Linked DNA regions of Mus musculus: region 1 is linked to region 2. A link is a contact called in public Hi-C data. All regions are on one chromosome and are shown on one strand. Each heading gives the region's core, a stretch centred on a gene start, on an enhancer-like site or on the middle of the called end of the contact. The rest is flanking DNA. Distances are from core to core; before and after follow the strand shown. Region 1 has its middle 13 kb from the start of Snora75. Region 2 overlaps Armc9 (armadillo repeat containing 9).

Region 1 (6,780 bases), core at 3,132-5,631, 140 kb after region 2:
TAAAGCTCTTTGAATTTATTTTTTATTATTATTTTATGGGTATGGGTGTTTTGTCTGCATGTATATCTGTGCACCATGTGTGTGCTTGGTGCCAGAGGATTCCAGAAGAGGACGTCAATCTCCCTGGACTCGGAGTTACAGGTGGATTGTGAGCCCCATGCGGAAGCTGGGAACCAAACCTGGGTCCCCTGAAAATACTGCTGAGGCAACTCCCTGAAGCCCTTGAAAAACACACACACACACACACACACACATACACACACACACACACACTCCACATCTAAAAGAATAAGTAATCAAAGCCAGATAAGAAGGTTTGCAAAGGAAAGAAGCTGCCGGCTAAATGTGATATGACTGTAAAATATCCCTTACAGATGCAGACCTTTAAGCACTTGATCCCCAGTTGGTGGTACTGTGTGGGAAGCTTGGGAGGTGTGGACTTGCTGGAGGAAGTGCCTCCCTGGGGGTGGGCTTTGAGGCTTTATAGCCTTACTCTTCCACCCCTCCTCTAACACACACACACTTTCTCTGTGTCTCTGCCCCGTCTCTGCCTGTCTCTGTCTCTGTCTCCTCCCCACTCCCCGTCTCTCTCATCTCTCTGCTTCCTGCTCCTGCTGCTGCATCTGCTGCTTAGTTGTACACATCTCTGCCGTGATGGGCTCTTATGCCCCTAGAACTATGTGCTAAATAAACTCTTTCTTCCATAAGTTGCCTTAGTCACAGCGTTTAATCACATCGAAAGGAAAAGCTGAACTAAGCTTTATGAGACTGACAGTCCACCGCAAGTGGAAGCCAGCATAAGTCAGTTACATTTACATGGTCTGCTAGAGCAATGCACGGATCAGATTCGTGATGCTCAATAGCTCAGACATCAGTCCTGAGAGCAACAGGACCGTCATGCACAACAAAGAGAGAACTGTCGATTCCTGGAAACGCTCATGTTAGGAGTGATTCTAAAGAATGGGTGCTTATCTGGAAAATAGGAAAATGAGCATATAACAAAGTAAACTCCAGATAAAGAATCAATCATAATAACAGTACTGGAATCTCAAAATAATAGGACCCACATGTAGATGGTTATGCATCTGTGTACTCTGCATAAAGCAACAGTGATAATCACAAAACACAAGGCACCAAACAAAAATATGTGGGCTTCTGGAGCCTACCACACCAAAGAGGTGATGTGAAGTCAGGGCGTTGGCATTTTTTCTAGACTCTGCCCCAGAGTTACCTGGAAACAGCCAGGTATGCCTGACTCACTACACACACACACACACACACACACACACACACACACACACACACACACATGCTGCTTGCCCCTCCTCTCTCTCTTGCTCTTGCTCTTGCTCCTCTTGCCCTCCCCCCTCTGCCCCCTCTCTCCTCATTCTCCTCCCACCTGTCTCTCCGTGTGCTTGTTGGTGGCCAGCCTCTACTCCCCTCTCTCCCTCTCCCTTTCTCAGCATGGGCATGCAGAGGTACCCCCTTCCCCCAACACCATACTGCGCCTCCACCAAACATATCTCTGGCTTCTTTTTTCTTTTTATAAAACACAACACAGGGAGATGGAGGGTGTGGAACAATTGGAAGTGGAAGAGACCCAGGGCAGGGAAAAGAGGACTCCTCAGACTCCGATATTTAAGTTAAGGTGCCCTGTCCTTTCAGCTGATCCTGGAAGAAGCTTCACGCTCCTGTGGCCTTTGATCAGTGGCCAAGATGAACAACTTGGCACAGAGAAAACCAGGCCCTTGGATATGAAAAAGATGAAAAGAATGAAATCCCCCAGGGCAGAAAATGTTCAAAGATGTACCAAAGAAGACGTGGAAGCAGAATCACTAATAAAGTAATTCAATAGCCGGAGAAAAATCAGCCAGCTTATGAGGAAATCTGGGTGAAGCCAAGTCATCCAGCATGCTAACGTTTTCTAGATAAAGCAGTGTCTGTCTGAGATGATTAATCCTTTTTTAAATGATTTAATTAGTTATTTAATTCATAAACAGGGTCTCAACTATGTAGCCCTGACTGGCCTTGAACCCACAACGATCTACCGACCTTTGCCTTCCAAGTGCTGGGATTAAAGGTGTGCCAGCAGAGGATGTGGGGACCCCCGAGACTGTAGTTACAGATGGTTGTGAACCATATGAGTGTTGGGAATAAAACCTGGATTCTCTGGAAAAATAGCCATCTCTCCAATCCCTGGTTTTCCTTCCTTTCTTCCTTTATTTTTATTTTACGTGCATTGGTATTTTGCCTGCATATATGTCTGTGTGAGGGTGTCAGATCTTGGAGTCATAGACAATTGTGAGCCATTGCCATGTGGGTGATAGAAATTGAACCTGGGCCGGGCGATGCTGGCACACGCCTTTAATCCCAGCACTTGGGAGACAGAGGCAGGCAGATTTCTGAGTTAGAAGGCCATCCTGGTCTACAAAGTGAGTTCCAGGACAGCCAGGGCTATACAGAGAAACCCTGTCTCGAAAAACCAAACCAACCAAACAAACAAACAAAAAATTAAACCTGGATCCTCTGGGAAAGTAGATAGTGCTCTTAACAGCTGAGCCATCTCTCCAGCCCCTCTTTCTTTCTTTTCGAGACAGGGTCTTACCATGTAACTTTGTCTGGCTTTGAATTTGCTATGTAGACCAGACTGGCCTCAATTTCAAAGAGATCTACTTGTTTCTGCCTCCTGAGTGCTGGAATTAATGGAGCAACCACCATGCCCAGTTTATCATCATCATCATCCACAATAGTAGTAGTAGTAGTAGTAGTAGTAGTAGTAGTAGTAGTAGTAGTAGTAGTAGTAATTATGTGTGTGTGCATGTGAGTGTGTGTGTGCCATATAGAGTGCATTGTGGAGAGTAAGGAGCATCTTTTGAGCACTTCTACTTTTTTTGTTTGTTTTTGGTTCTTGGAGACAAAGTTTCTCTGTGTGTAGCCCTGGCTGTCCTGAACTCACTCTGTAGACCAGGCTGGCCTTTAACTCAAAGATCTGCCTGCCTCTGCCTCCCAAGTGCTGGAACTGGGCTGGGATTGAAGGCAGGCACCACCACCACCCTGCAGCTTCCACCACCTAAGGCCCAGTCTCTGCCTCTGCGCTGTGTGCTCCAGGCTGACTGGCCCCGGCTTCTGGGCCGTGCTCACAGCTTCACCCCTCGTCTCTCAGGAGGTTCTGGGATATGTGTCACCTGCAATATGTGTCACCTGCAATATGTGTCACCGGATCCAGCTTTTTCTACCCCACATGGGTTCTGGGGATTGAACTTGGGTTGGCAAGATCTCGAAGCTGGCACTTTTACCCATGAGCCATGATGCCATCTTCCCAAACCAGAATTCACTTTTTTTCCTCTGCTCCCCTGACTTCAAAGCAAACACCATCTTCCAGGTTGACAGGAATTGTTTTGTCCTTTGGGTGGGGTTCTGCTCTCAAAACTTTCACAGGCTTTTTTTTTTTTTTTTTTTGGTTTTTGGTTTTTGGTTTTTGGTTTTTGGAGACAGGGTTTCTCTGTATAGCCCTGGCTGTCCTGGAACTCACTTTGTAGACCAGGCTGGCCTCAAACTTGGAAATCCGCCTGCCTCTGCCTCCTGAGTGCTGGGATTAAAGGTGTGTGCCACCACGCCTGGCTTCACAGGCTTTCTTAGATTCTATGAGCTACCCCTTTGGTCTCCAGGGCTGTTAAGACTAACTGTGAGAATGAATGAATGAATGAATGAATGAATGAATGAATACACTGTTAAGTCTCTGTGCTCAAGCCAAGAACTCTCTGTTAAACCCATTAACCTTACACTGTGAGGACCTGCTGTCTGGCTCCACTCTGCCTCTTTGGAAGACTCTATTTCCTTCTTTGGGAATACAATTTCTTTTTCTTCAGGATCGTTTGCCTTTGTGTGTGAGTGTGTGTGTGTGTGTGTGTGTGTGTGTGTGTGTGTGTGCCTCTGTGTGTGAGTGTGTGTGTGTGTGTGTGTGTGTGTGTAATCCAGGGCATGCTGGGCATGTGCATGAAGTGTTTCCAGCCCTGGTCATTTGCTCTTTACTTAATTTCATCATGCCCACCATGCAAAATTACACAGGAGTGCTGAGGCTGAACCTCAGTTGAGGGACTTTGTCTAGCAAGCCTGAAGTTATGCATAAGCCCTGTGAACGGGGCTTGGTGGCACACATCTGTTCAAGACCTTGGTCTCTGTCTTCTACAAAATAAATAGATACCCCTACCTGCTTATACTCTAGTCTGAATTCTGACCATAAATGTAAGTGCTATTACAAGATTGGGAGGGAGAGTGGAAACCAACTAGCCATACACTGGGATGAACAGAGAAAACTACTGCTGCTATCTGTCCCTGGTGTTCAATGAGCAGTTGAGAGCTTAGCAGGTTTCTGTAGTTCCAGGTCGCCCCCTAGTGGTCATCTGCTTTATAACCTCATCAGTAAGATCTCCCCATTGGTCTTTTTCGCCTAGAACCTCCCTGACTTTTTTCTGCAAATCTATAAACCCTTGAATCAATTCTCTTCCTATTCAAATACCTAGAGAGACAAGGTCCTTCCTGTGGGTGAAGTGTGGGGTCCCAGTAGCCCCAACGTTCCTGTCTCCAGGCCAAATTGAGAAGTTGTCCCTGAGGTAACCAGGTATGATGGTTGATTCTGAGTGTCTTGACTGGATTGATGGGAGGCCTAGATAGTAGACAAATTCATTTGAGTTGTGTGTAAGAGTGCTTCTGTAGGACCCTGGCTTATGAGTCTCATTGTAGAGCCCAGGCCATGCTTCTGCCTCCCCCTTCCAAGTGACTAAATTTAACAGGTATGCACAATCATACTCAATTTATGTCTGTCTGTGTTTAAAGACACCTTGCTAGGGTGGGAGGGGTAAAAATAAACTTACTGAGTATACTTTATTGGTTCCTTAGCATTGAACTTATGGCCAGAAACACCATGCTGAATTTTCCCTGGAAGTCATATCACAACTTTTTTGCATTAGTAACCCAACTCAGCTCTTTAGAACTGCATGTAGGGACCACATTCAACAGGGAGATTATCAATAAAAAGTACAACCTGTGAGCTGAAGAGATGGCTCAGCGGCTAAGAGCACTGGCTGCTCTTCCAGAGGCCCTGAGTTCAATTCCCAGCAACCACATGGTGGCTCACAACCATCTGTAATGAGATCCAATGCCCTCTTCTGGTGTGAAGACAGCTACAGTGTACTTATATACATAAAATAAGTAAATATGTCTTTTAAAAAAAAGTACAGCCGGGCATGGTGCTGCACGTCTTTAATACCAGCACTTGGGAGGCAGAGGCAGGCAGATTTCTGAGTTTGAGGCGGCCAGCCTGGTCTACAAAGTGAGTTCCAGGACAGCCAGGGCTATACAGAGAAACCCTGTCTTGAAAAACAAAAACAAAAATAAAAATAAAAACAAAAACAAAACAAAAAAAGTACAACCTGAAAAAAAAATGGGGACTAGAATTTTTAAAAACATAACTATTTATAGTATGAAAAAGGGAAATAGTAAGAGATCACTGTTGATAAACCAAAGATTTTGCCAGTCTGTATGCCTTTAAATGGCATATATATGCCTGTAAGTGGCATATACATATACACATATACATACATACACACACACACTGTATGTGTGCAGGTACCCATGGAGGCCAGAGGAGGATGTCAGAGCTCCTGGAACCGGAGTTAACAGGCAGCTGTGAGCCAACATATACATCCTGGAAATTGAACCTAGGTCCTAACAGCAAGTGCTCTTAACTACTGTGCCATCTCTCCAGCCCCTCAAGTCACAAAAAAAAATTTTTTTTAAGAAAAGGTTTTATTTATTTATTATATGTAAGTACACTGTAGCTGTCTTCAGATCTCATTATGGGTGGTTGTGAGCCACCAAGTGGTTAATAAGATTTGAACTCAGGACCTCCAGAAGATCAGTCAGTGCTCTTAACCACTGAGCCATCTCACCAGTCCCACAAAAATTTTTTTTAAAGATTTATTAAATCTTTAGTTTATTTAGCTGTCTTCAGACAGAAGAGGGCAATGGATCCCATTACACTTGGTCTTGAACCACCATGTGGTTGGTGCTGGTAATTGAACTCAGGTTAAGAGCAGTCAGTGCTTTTAACTGCTGAGCTATCTCTCCATCCCTTGAGTCACACTTTTTTTTTTTTTTGAGACAGGGTTTCTCTGTGTAGTCCTGGCTGTCCTGGAACTCACTTTGTAGACCAGGCTGGCCTCGAACTCAGAAATCCGCCTGCCTCTGCCTCCCAAGTGCTGGGATTAAAGGCATGCGACACCATGCTCGGCAAGTCACAAATTTTTTTGGGGGGGGGGGTGGGAGGAAAAGGTTTATTTGGCTTAAACATCTACATTGATGTTAAGTAGTGAAAGAAGTTAGGACAGGAACTCAAACAAAGCAAAATTCTGGAGGCAGAAGTCAATGCAAAAGCCAAGGATAGGTGCTGCTCACTGGCTTGCTCCCAATGACTTGTTCAGCCTGCTTTCTTATAGAACCCAGGATCACCTACCCAGGTATGGCACCACCCACAATGTTCTCAGCCCTCCCCACTGATCACTAATTGAGAAAATGCTGGACCTTATGGAGTCTTTTTCTCAACTGAGGTTGCTTTCTCTCTGTTGACTATATCTGGGATGAACTACAATCCAGAATTGGAAGGTTCACCTGTGATCCTAATCTGGAGGCTGAGAGACACAAGTTTCTTTCTTTTATTTTTAAAATATTTTTTTATTATGTATTTTCCTCAATTACATTTCCAATGCTATCCCAAAAGTC
Region 2 (6,973 bases), core at 1,211-3,710:
ATTTTTGTAAATGACTTACATCTTGTACAGTTTCTAACATTTCATGCCTCATTTTCTGGAGCTCTGCTCCCACTGAACTCGCCAGGTCCTTGTCCTGCCTTACTTTCTGGTATCATGTATCCTGGCTGGATTCTTACACTTGTGTCCTCTGCTGTTCGATGTCTGTCTGTGGTTACTTGTGTCTTCAAAGTAGCTCTGATGGTATGTTTGTGTAAGCTTAATTTGCATAAGAGACATTGCAACCTAGAGCTCATTTGTTGATAGCTGTCCCCTGGCATCTCGGGGCCGTTCTCTATTGCTTCATGAGTCTCCTCAGCTTCTCTACTGCAGCACTCCCTGGCTTACACCGTGCCCTGGTACATATCTTATTTCTCTTGGGCAGGACTTTGATTGCTTTCAGCTCCACTACAACAGTTATCCTATGAAACCCTATACTGAGCTTCCATGGGATATGTGGCCCTCAGGGCTGCCAGCTCATAGCAAATGCAGGGCTCAGGTTGCCCTCCAGAATAACCCGATTACTACCACAGCTGGTATTATTGTCTAGCTATTTTAAAATATATAGGACAACAAATTCACAATAGGTATTCACTGAATCGGTACAGGTGATTCATCTCTCACTTCCTTTTTACAAATGTCTTTGCAGAAAACATGGCATCTTACAGTAGCCCAGCCTGGCCAGAACCCTCTGTGTATCGAAGGCTGGCCTCAATCTTTTGATTCTCCTGCCTCGGCCTTCAGAGTGCTGGGACGATAGCATCCCTTTGCACCAGCAGCTGAAGCCTCAACCACAGTTAGACATGTCTTGACAGATCTGCCACGGGGCCTCTTTCAGCAGACATGCTTGGCAGGACCCTTGGGTCAAGAGGAGCATTAGAAGGCCATGCATCTGTCCCCACTCCAAGCAGGCAGCTCTGGTCTAGTTCATTTCACATGCAGCTGCATCTCCACAGCTGCATCACCTGCCTGACACTGGCATCTTCAGCAGGTAGATATTAGATGGCCATGACAGTTCATGCTGGGCCCACTACATATTTCCCACTACAACAGCCAGAGAGTTTTTCACTACTTCAGTCCTGGCTTGATTGCTCTCTGAGACTCTTCTTCATTGTATTCAATTCAGGCAGGTGAGTGCTGAATCACATTCTTTCCCTGACTTAAAGAAATGCAAATGGCTTAGATCAAAGGAGTCAATTCTTGTCACCAGCTGCTGCCAGTGCATTTGCTTAAGAGCAATAGAGTCCTTGTCTAGTATTCATAAAGCTCTGCCTTTACTCTCCAATGCAACATAAACCAGGTATAGTGTCCTGTAGGTTAGGACTTGGGAGGTGGAGGCAGGAGAGTCAGAAGTTCAGGGTCATCATCGCTCTTATCTTTTCAAGCTGAAGCAAACATGTCTCAGAAGGAAGAAAGAAAGAATACAAATACATGTGTGTATGTTAGAAGCTGGAAGAGTGTTAGCTGCAACAGACAAAGGTTACACCTATGTACCCTGTGTGAGGTAGCCCTGGTCTTGAAAGATGAGACCCAGAGCCATCAGGAGCAGATGCACATATTTGTCTGCAGCTAATATTTTTTGGGATATGGAAAAGAGGCTCTTGTCAAATCAAACAGGCAAGACGGCGCAGCTCTACAGTGATTGGATCACAGGACAAGCTTTAGACGTGGGTCTGGCTTAGAGACAGTGTATCCTCAGCTATGTCACTCTCATCCAAGGACAGTAGCAGCCAGTGTGGGAAATCAAGGGCTCTTAGCAATAATGCTCAGCAAGCAAACTCTGGGAGTAAAGAGCAGACTCCGGGGTGACTGCCGAGTTTCTGCTCTGAGTGACCAGGATGCTGGAAATCGTGTCAGTCAATCAGTGGCACACAGCAGGAAGGAGGCGGAGAGACAGGGGTGGGTTTAGGTTTGGCTTCCATTGCAGCGTCACACATGGAGGTGGCCAATGTTGAGAGGACAGTTGTTTCTAAACATGTGAATGTACATTCTGGGTTCTGAAGGGTAGGATACCAACTCTCCCCTTACCTCGACTGTTCTTAAATCTAACTTCTGAGAATTGAGTTGTATACTGTTGGAAAACTTGCAAATGACGTCTCTTTTTGCTCCCCTTTAAGATCCAGCCGTATGTGAATGGAGCCCTGTACAGCATCCTCTCCATCCCGTCCATTCGAGAGGAGGCCAGAGCCATGGTAAGAGGATGTCATAAGCTGGGCATGACGGGGCACGAATGCAGTCTTAGTACTTGAGAGGCTGAGGCAGGGGGATCACCACAAATTTGAGACCATTCTGAACTACATAGTGAGTTTGAGAACAGCCTGGCTTGTATGAGACCTTGTGAGACCTTGTCTCACAGAAAAGAAGAAGAAGAAGAAGAAAAAGCCCTGAGCAGTTCACAGTATCCTCCCAGGACCATGAGTCAGTACTCTGGGGAGAGGGCTACTTCCACTTCCTCCAGGGCAGATTCCTCAAAACTGGACATAAAGATCCACTTGTGGTTTTTCTCGAGGGAGGATCTATTGCTTTCCTCAGAATCTCATGAGGAAATGGTAAAAACTGTAAATGGTAAAAACCCAGTGTTGGGGAAACTCTAGCAGGCTTATTTTTGTAATGTTGGAGGTGTTTCTTGGCAGCTTCTAAAACTGCCGTGCACCACAATGACTGGGAAGAAGGGTTTTCCTTGCTTTGTTTCCATCTGTGCTTATATTAGAAGCTCGGCAACAGCGGCCGGGTGATGAGCGTCCGATGCTGAGAAGATAGTTGTTTCTAAAGCTGACGGGCAAAACCACTAAAGCTTTGGCCTTTTTTTCTGATGCCGTGTGAAACCAGAGTAGCTGTGTACATACTGAATTCTGTGGTGAGGGATTAAATGTGTTCCACACTCAGAACACAGGAGACCACAAGAACATTCTGCCCACTGGTTTTGTTTGTTTATTTTTTTAAAAGAGAATTACTAAATCTTTAGTTGTTTATCTAAAATCATGTCAATAGTTAAACAAGACATGACTCATTTAAGAACAGTCTATATAAACACACCCAACAATGGAACTAAATTGCCTTCCACATTAAAACTAACTGTACTTGGGGGTGTCAGGATGCCTCCCTCAGTGGGTAAAGGCACCTGCCACCAAGCCTGACAACCTGAGTTCTATTCCAGAACCAGAATGGTAGACAAGAGCTAGGTCCTGGGAGTTACCTCCTGGCTTCCACATACATTCTGTGTACATGTACATGCACACAGTATGTGCACCTACTGCTCTTTCTGGTACTGGGACAGGTACTTCCTCCTATTTAAACTGCTCAGAGGCTCCTGAAGGACTGAAGGACTGACTATAGTTGTGTCCATTTCCCTACCAATGACTTGGGAGTAGACGTTTCTGCCTAGAGTCATACAACCAGGGGCGCGCCCATCCTCTGTTTGCTTCCAGATCTTTCCACACCTGTGCTGCAGTATCTAACACCAGAAATTAAAACCTCTCCCCCTTTCCCTCCCTCTCTCTCTCCTGTTCCCCAGACTACCAGGGATGAAATTAATGTGGCTTTATTGACTTAAGAAAGCATTCTGCCACTAAGCCACATCCCAGCACTAATACAGTCTAAGTCCAGTGAGAAGTCTGGCCATATTAAATTGTCTCTTCTCACTCTGATAATGTCATCTCAACTGGGGCAAGCTGAGCATCCCTAACACAGAAAGTCCAGACTACAGGGGCAAGAGAAATGGCTCAGCCGTTCAGAATACTTGATCCTCTTCTTGAGGGTCCAGGTTCAGTTCCCATCACACACATTGGACAGCTCATACACACACATAACTCCAACTCCCTCTTCTGGCCTCTGGGGGCATCTGCACTCATGTGGCTGGCACACACATAAAAATTAAAATAAATCTGTAAAGCCTGTGTATCATCTAAAATGTATACATGAGAAGAGAATCAATGATGAGTATAATCAATAACAAATTCCAATCAACTAAAAAAGTGCAGGATCTAACATGCTTCAAAATTAGAAACTTTTTGAGCACAGACATGAAGCCATAGATGGAAAATTCACACCATGAAATAGTTTACCCACAAAACTGTTAAAAATGTTGTGTAGCCAGGTAGGGTCATACATGGTCCCAGCATTCAGCAGACAGAAGCAGGAGGATCGTAAGCCTGAGGCCAGTGTGGGCTCTACAGTGAGACTGTCTCAGGAATAACACCTAACTAAGTGTATATGTATCTGTATTGCATATTATGTAATATAGATACAGTATGTAAATCATCACGAGGCTACATATTGAAAGTATGTGAAACCAAAACATAAATTAATTTTCTTTAGACCTGGATCCCACCCCTCAGATATCTATCTTGTTATATGTATGCAGATATTCTAAAATCTAAAATTTCCAAACATTTCTGGTCTTGAGCATTCCCACTAAGGTAGACTTGGCCTTTGTTTGCACTGTGTACTCTAACTGTAGCTGGGCTAAGTGCCTGACTTTTCTGCTTAGCACACTGTGCCTCTGAAGCATCTGAGTGGCGAGGAGTGAGTCCCTGTCACCCTTCCCAACCCCATGTTCGTCCAGGGTTATCTGAGGTGCCAGGCCATTGGTTTGGGATGAAACACCAGGTTGTGCTGGTTATTTTTGGAGGCAGGGTCTCACTCTAGCCCAGGGCAGGCTGGAGCCCTTGGCCCTCCTGCCTTGGCTTCCTGAGTGCTAGGGTTACACGGTGGCATGTGCCACCACACCCAAAGAATACTGTTATTTTTTATGCCTTTTCATTTCTATAATTTAGATTAAACATTACCTACTATATGTGGTTTTAAAAAATATATGTGAGATTTTTCACTGGAGTGTTTGCTGTGAGGTGTCTGAGCAGTCCCTAACTACACAGGGGCTGAGATATTTGCTTTCCACGTGCTAACTAAGCCGGGGATGTAAGAACAAGCATCAGTTGAATTCAAGTGATCTATAAAGATATGAGCAGATCACAGAATTGCCTCTGCAAGAAAAGAGTTGGAACGAATTCTTTGTCTCTGGCTGTTCCTAAGCTCTCAGTAGCCATTGTGGTTACATTGTGGTCTACATGTGTTGGGACTGAGCACGTGACTGTCTCCTAAAGACAGAGAGCCCCTAACTTACCCTCGTGGGATGGAAGCTGGGAAGAGACCACTGCATGGGACAGAGAGAGAACAGGTAGCCCTTCTGGCAACCAAGGACTAAGGCAGACTGTGGTTGGTGACTGTAGTTGGAGCCCGGTGTCTGATTGGCCCCACAGGAGCTGCCATGATCTCTCAGTCCTCTTTGAAGCACTCTGTCCTTGTCTCCAGGACACCTGTCAGCCTTTCCTCTCTTCCAGACTATTCCTCAATGGTCTACACTCTCTATGCTTCTGTCCCAGCCTCCCATGGAATGCTGTCCTCCAGGGTTCTGGCTCAGCTCTCAGATCTTCTCACTGTACCCACAGGGGCACCTCCTTTACTCCAGGGCTTCAGCTAAGCTCTTACCTGAGCCACCCGTCCCTCCCAGACCCAGCAGGTGCCATTTCACCACTCACTCACCCATTGTGCCATCCGCCGGACTAGATGCCATTTATTAGGTATAATTTGCAAAAGTGAAGTGCACAGCTCTTACATACAGTTGCATACAGGCCTTACATTTTGACAGACACAGACATCTGCATAAGTAGTACCAGTGATACATCTTGTCTTTGGGAGGAGTTGAGCAATTTAAGTGAGGTAGCATGGGACCTGACTCAGGTCCCATCACAATCCAAACTCCATCTGGTCAAAGCTGTATGGACTATCTTTGATTCCGTTACAGCTATTGCCTCTAGACCAGGTTATTTTACAAGAGACCATAGCTAGGCATGATGGCTCACGCCCCTAATCCCAGCTCTTAGGAAACAGAGGCAGGCAGATCTATGTAGTGAGTTCCAGGCCAGCTAGGACTGCATAGTGAGACCTTGTCTCCAAAATAAACAAACAAATCAATCAATCAATCAATAATAAAATTTAAAAATAAAATAAGGACCAGGACTGCATAGTAAAACCTTCTCTCCAAAATTAATTAATTACTTTAAAAATTAAAATAAATCAGGACCATATCAAGGACAGGAGTTTGGCATTTTAATGAGTGTTTTGCCTGCTGATGAGCCAGCTTCTCTGGATGCCAGTTGTTCTGTTTTGGGTTCATTTTTAGACATGCTTCCCCTCTTGGTGCCAAGATAACCTTGTTTGATCCAGCACAGTGCATGCACACATTCCAGTGCTGTGGGGAAGGAGGAGAGAGAGAGAGAGAGAGAGATTACCCTGTGCCTACCTTAGTGTCTTACCTCCAAGTTTGCTTTAGTTCTCTTAAGAGTGGAAAATTTTGGCATCATTGTGTCACAGTGGCACAGTGTAATAACTATCATTTTGAATGACTTTGCTTTTAGTTTTATATGTGTGGATGCTTCACCTGCATGTATGTGTGTGTACCACTTGCATGCCTCGTGCCCAGGAAAGCAGGAGAAAGCATCAGATACCCTGGATCTAGAGTGATAGACAACTGGGAGCTGCCATGCTGGCAATTAGACCTGGGTCCTCTGTGAGAGCAGTAAGGGCTCTCAACAGCCTAACTATGTCTCTAGCCCTATTGCTCTGTCTTCAAATTTTTAATTAGGCCAGATATAGTGGCCTGTGCCTTTAATCCCAACATTTGGGAGACAGAGGCAGGTGCGTTTCTTTTACATTTAAGGCCAGTCTGGTCTACAGAGTGAATTTCAGCTACCTTGGACTACATGGTAAAACCCTGACCCCCCCCCCAAAAAAAACCACCCAGAAATGTAGTTTCTGTTTATTTGGGAGGTGGGGCAGCATGCACATATAGAAAAGTCCCAGGCTAGGTTTTAGGCGTTGTTCTCCTGCCTTGTTTTGAGGCAGCGTCTCTTGTTTCTATTGTTGTGCTTCCTACTGCAGCCTTACAGTCTTAGCGCCTGTCTCTATCTGTTGTCTC

Evidence for each region. Hi-C and Micro-C count contacts between places; a contact is called where the count stands out from the background.
Region 1: a Hi-C map of bone marrow-derived macrophages shows a contact between it and region 2, with 66 read pairs. The contact joins two enhancer-like sites. A contact is called at or near these places in 14 of 39 promoter capture datasets (3T3-L1-derived adipocytes, the C10 cell line, the HPC-7 cell line and 10 more), 8 of 15 datasets of contacts at CTCF or cohesin (CD8 T cells, the G1E-ER4 cell line, the NIH/3T3 cell line and 1 more), 174 of 484 Hi-C or Micro-C datasets (2-cell-like embryonic stem cells, the 3T3-L1 cell line, 3T3-L1-derived adipocytes and 89 more), 22 of 115 datasets of contacts at active chromatin or transcription factors (CD8 T cells, the HPC-7 cell line, PVALB interneurons and 16 more) and 4 of 9 other capture datasets (adipose tissue, bone marrow-derived macrophages, liver and 1 more).

Annotation. Positions count from the first base shown.
Region 1 is chr1:86,335,235-86,342,014 of GRCm38.p6, forward strand. No RefSeq gene overlaps it. Among named protein-coding and RNA genes, the nearest start is that of Snora75, 13 kb to the right of the region's middle. Within about 2 kb of position 4,382, at least 5 of the 459 cell types and tissues checked have an H3K27ac peak or open chromatin away from gene starts, as enhancers often do. A contact at or near this core is called in bone marrow-derived macrophages, where this site is marked.
Region 2 is chr1:86,200,376-86,207,348 of GRCm38.p6, forward strand. Armc9 (armadillo repeat containing 9) reads left to right here. Exons shown (of 25, transcript NM_030184.2): 17 at 2,115-2,189. Among named protein-coding and RNA genes, the nearest start is that of Armc9, 49 kb to the left of the region's middle. Within about 2 kb of position 2,461, at least 15 of the 459 cell types and tissues checked have an H3K27ac peak or open chromatin away from gene starts, as enhancers often do. A contact at or near this core is called in bone marrow-derived macrophages, where this site is marked.